Regions from separate parts of the Arachis hypogaea genome. Here region 2 is linked to region 1. The links are chromatin contacts, called in public Hi-C maps. All regions are on one chromosome and are shown on one strand. The core of a region is the stretch at or near the end of the contact, and the rest is flanking DNA. Distances in the headings are between cores, read along the strand shown. Region 1 has its middle 14 kb from the start of LOC112798406. Region 2 has its middle 39 kb from the start of LOC112796666.

Region 1 (2,700 bases), core at 152-2,651:
CTAAATATTTATAAAAATTATACAAGTTTTAATTAATTTTAAATTCAACATCTCATCATTTTAATTTAATTATTTTTTGATAAATAATTTTTTGAAAATAAAATCATGAATAACTATAATAAATCACAAATAATTTATTATTTATTTTCTAACAATCAAGAATTTTACAGACTTAATGATGAGTGTTGGGTTATAGTGAATTTAGGACTAGTAGAGGGAAGAAAAAATCAGAGCTCTATATTTTGTTTTTAAGAAAATTTTTCAAAAGTTTGTTTAAATATAAAAAATATTTTAAATTTTAGAGTGGTAATGAAACAAAAAAATAATATTTGTTGTAAATTTATTTTAAATAAGAGAAAGAGGGTGACCCAGCGAAGCAGCGTCGACGGTTTTGCCTCCTGCAATGAGACGGTGACCTTGAGTGTGAGAGGTGGAGCCGTAGAGACAGTAAGAGTGGACAAAGGTAGCAAACAGTAGAATGAAGAGTGAAAGTGAGAGTTAGAATTAGGGTTTTTATTTTTTATATTTGTTTTTATTTTTAAATTTAACTATTTTTATTTATGTTTAACAATTAATTTTTTAATTTAAAAAATTAATTTTTAGTCAACATTTAAGACTTGATTATTAGTAAAAGTTATATATTAATTTTATAAAAAATATAAAATAATATATACTATTTTTAAAAATTAATCATTTAATCTTTAATTTTTTATAAAAATAATTAATTAGTACAAATAATATTTTAAAAAATTAAAATTTTAAAACAAAATAAATTTATCTTAAAGATTTTAACATTTTAAAATAATTTTTTTTAGTTACAAAAATTCTTGCATTTTGTGACAAACAAATAACTTGTTACAAATAATATTAAATTTTGTGACAAATTAATTTTTTGTTACAAAATAATTAGAATTTTTTAAACAAATAGATATTTTGTTACAAAATATTTTAAACTTTTGCAAGAATTTCATCTTTTGTTACAAAATATTATAAAATTTTGTAACAAAACATTAATTCGTTACAAAAGTCAATATAATTTGTAACAAAATAATTAAGTTGTTACAAAATATCAAAATATTTTGTAACAAATTATATTATTGTTACACAACATTATTTTTATGCAACAATCACTAATTTTTATTACAAAAAATAATCTTTTATAATAATTTTAAATTTATTACAAAGTTTTTATTACAAATATTTTATTTTCTTGTAATGCCTTCTTTTCACATAGGTATTATTATTATTATTATTATTATTATTATTATTATTATTATTATTAAACGGGGCTTAAGCCCAAAGAGAGAGGAGCTAGAACATTATGATTTTATAGGGTACAGACACTTTATTTTGGTCATCAATAAAAAGAGACCCTAAATTAATAAGCGATGTCTAAGAATCAAGAACCTATGTCTAATTTAAGCTATCATTGGCGAGCCCATCTTTGTCTATCCCAATCCATCTATGTGGCAACAAAGTCCAAATGCAAAAAATGTTATTGGGTCCAAAATAAAAAAACCAAAAAATATAATCATAATCATTAACACAAAATTGTACTTACTTGATTAATTTTTTTCATTGGTCACAGTCTGTAACTTCTTATTCTAGTCAGGACGTGCCGTCCTTCAGAGAATAATATAACACGTGTTCAGCAGCTAATGTCTTTATGTCTCTTTAATAGCTAAAGAAAAATATTTCTTTCATCATCTAGCACTGCCCTTATTCTAATAGCTTCTTTTACTTTTATATTAGTGTATACTCCTGTGCCATGCACGAAAATAATAAATTGCAAGATTGTAAAAATTAAACTAATCATTGAATCGGTCAAATAACTAATTTATAATTTAATAGTTAATTTGGAATTGAACCGTAATTAAACTAATTTAATTAAATATATAATAAAATTATTAAAAATTTAATATACAATCTTAAGTATTCAAATAAAATACTCAGCATAAATTTTAATCAGCATAAATAATTTTAAATATTTAAAATTTTTAATTAATTCTAAAATCCTAATAAAATAATCTGCATAAATATTCAGAATAAACATTCACAATCTAAATACAGAAAAATCAAAGAATTCACAAATATCAAAAACAAAAATTAAGTAAAAACAAATTCAAATTCAACAATCACACCACCAATAACCCTAACTTAGAACAAAAACAAAAAAAAAAACAAAAAAATAGCAACCAATAATCAGAAAACAACAACTCAATAATCACACTAACTCCTAATCAGTAAATAAACAAACATAAATTGAAGCAAACATAAATTTCAGCCGTGAATACTCATAATTATAAACATTATTCGATTCAAGAATCATACAAACTCAGAATCATAAACTTCAAAGACAAACGAGGTTGGTACGAAACTTAACTGCCGGCAAAAGAGGAGCGGCGAGATAGAGATAGAAACAAGGGAGGAATAGCAAGATAGAGACAGAGACAAAGATGAGGGAGAAACGAAACTCAACTACTAGGAGAGAAGAACGGCAAGACAGAGATGGGGATAGGATTCAAACTGACAGTGCCTCGATCTGTAATTCCATGACCACGACGACGACGTAGAGAAGAGTAGAAGATGGCCACGAGCTTCAATATGCAAGTCTAGAGGCAACGACGTGGAGGAGAAGAGGATGGATGGCCAAGAGCTTCGAGTTGACCCTCTGTTTATCGCTGTTGGCGGCGACGACAT
Region 2 (2,700 bases), core at 139-2,638, 470 kb after region 1:
ACCCTTAATGATAACAAAACAATACGAAATTAAATCCTAACAAATTAATTCGTATTCTAATATATATCATCATTGCTTTACTAGAATTTCCTCTTTAGTTAACAAAATTTCTTTAATCATGATTAGTGTTGATTATAGATCTATAAATCTATAATGATGAATATCCTTCTTTTTCCTGGAAGCTTCTTGTTCACATAAAAATATAACCCTAACTATTATTTGTCAAACAACTCAATGGTTCCAACTTAGTGGCAATTAATATAATGCAAGAAGGAAAATATAAAAATTGACCAGACATTTGAAAACAACATGACAATAATTATCGTATATATTTTGGATGCATGCTTTTGAAAAGAGCAATCAATCAACGATGTTGGTCCTTATTAACGCGTATATGAATAATTGGATGCATTAATGTGAATGAATATGAATTACGAGTCACACATAAGGTTGAAATTGAAGAGACAAAATGATAGCCCCCATTGACAAATAAAGCAAGTTTCTAGTGAAACCACAATTTGCAAAAGCCAACAATTAAATGAGAACCAAACGGATAGAGATTTTTCCTGCGTCACTTTCCGATGCCACCCCGCTAAGCACCATTCTTGATACGATTTTTTTTTTTAAAAAAAAAAAACAAAACTATGTATATCGTTTCAAAGTATCATTCGATTTAAAAGTTTGTTTTATTAAGAAAATTAATATATTTGGATATAATATGTTGAATCTTTAATATATCTAAATTTCAAAGTAATAAATGTAATAAAACACCAGTCTAAACTAGGAACGTACATGATTGAGATTAGACTTGAATTCAATTCTAATATTTTATCTTATTTATTTTAAAAACCTAAATCTAATTTTAAATTTATCCAAAATAAATCAAGTTAAATTTGATCAATCTAATAAATAATTAGTATATAATTTTATAAATTTCATTTTTAAAAATTAAATTTTAAAAAACTATATCATATAATATGACAATATTAATTAAAATATAAATATATAATATTTTAATTATAAAATACAATTTCAGATGAAATCAAGTCTATTTAAAGTATAACTCGAATTTTAGCTCGAAAATCACAAAGGATAAAATTATAAATTTAAACATGACCAAATATATTTTAAATTTGGACCAAATTTTGGTTTGGACGGATCTTTAACAACCCTAGTCTAAACGAACTTTTTTGTTGAAGATTTAAAATTTGTGACTTTAGTTTTTAAAAAAAATGTATGACTTATCCAATCCATTGATGATAACGACAAACCTGTGTGAATTACGAATAATTAATTTCTTTTTAAAAAAACTAATTTAGAGTGTTTTGAAGGGTCACGTAGATAAGTGAAAGTAGTATTAGAAGGGAGCCCACAAGAGGAAAGAGGGGTGTGTGGACCAATATGAATATGAACATCTATATCTGGGAGTGATGTAAAAGGATGATTGTTTTCTTTGTCTCCTTTCCGAGTTTGAAATCAATTTTATATGGTGGAGTACTCGTTTGGCTTTAGTGACGAAGTTGATATGATTAAATATACGTTTTTGTTTGTTTCTTTGTTTTAAAAACAAGTGGAAAACCCACAAAATTTGCACCACCCTCTCTCATCATTTTTCTAATTACACGACTTGCATTGGTTCCATCTCAAACTATCTATCACACATGTCTCTTTCTTTCATCACATGGAGCTATGTTAAATAAACAAACCCAATCAAATAAAAGGTCAAAAAAACTATTATTATTATTTTTTTAAATAGTTATTCGTTAGTGGGTGGAAAGCAACCACATGGCATATATATTAGCATATCCACGCGTTAGAAGTTTCAATAATAATAATTAAATAGGAGGTGTAGTACTTGGCTTAATCTAGTTTAATTTAATCTTATATCACTTATCAGAAATGAAAATTTCATCATCATGTGAGGGGAATAATTTCTATATATTATAGGAATTTTTAGTTGTCGTAGGTTATATCATATACTATTTTCCTATATTATTTTATGGAGTGTGCATAATAATGCAACTATTATTGTGCACTGAACATTCAAGTTCGTTATTGCTATTTTGAGGTTGTAATTGAAAGTAATAATCCAGCCAAATATATGAAGATATATATTATTGAACGGACGAAATTTCAAAGTACAGCACAAACTTCATCATTTTGCTAACTTTTTATTTATATCACCAAAATGATATTTATGGTCACTTAATTATTAAGGAAAAAATTAGTAAGTACAAACTGTGAGTATTTTTAATATAAAATAATAAATTTGTCAAATGATATAAGCTCCTAGGAGTATGAGCTAATAGTTGAATAAATAAATAAATAACTCACCCATGATATTAGCACTGTACAATAGTTGTGTTAGAATATATATCTAAGATATTAGTAGAGTATCCAAATCTATCTCATATTATTTTTTGTTGATTTAATTTGATATTAGATTAATCTCATTATACTTGGATTATATCTTTAACTTACAAATACCAAATTCAGTTTATAATTCATCATAAATTCTAAACAGGTTGTATATAAATTAAATGTGGAAAAATACATGATAATCCTTTCCTGATAGTGGTTAGTGTTTGAACAAATAAATTGTTAATAAACATGATAACAGATCAGATATAAATCAAATCGAAGAAGATATAACGTTAACTTTGCTCCTAGAAACACTTTATTAATTATTGTTTGATGAAT

Evidence for each region. Hi-C and Micro-C count contacts between places; a contact is called where the count stands out from the background.
Region 2: a contact with region 1 is called in a Hi-C map of leaf, with 1.8 times the contacts expected there. The contact joins two enhancer-like sites. A contact is called at or near these places in 2 of 8 Hi-C or Micro-C datasets (both in leaf).

The regions. Positions count from the first base shown.
Region 1 is chr4:36,039,645-36,042,344 of arahy.Tifrunner.gnm2.J5K5, forward strand. No RefSeq gene overlaps it. Among protein-coding and RNA genes, the nearest start is that of LOC112798406, 14 kb to the left of the region's middle. Within about 2 kb of position 1,402, at least 1 of the 3 cell types and tissues checked has open chromatin away from gene starts, as enhancers often do.
Region 2 is chr4:36,511,038-36,513,737 of arahy.Tifrunner.gnm2.J5K5, forward strand. No RefSeq gene overlaps it. Among protein-coding and RNA genes, the nearest start is that of LOC112796666, 39 kb to the right of the region's middle. Within about 2 kb of position 1,389, at least 3 of the 3 cell types and tissues checked have open chromatin away from gene starts, as enhancers often do.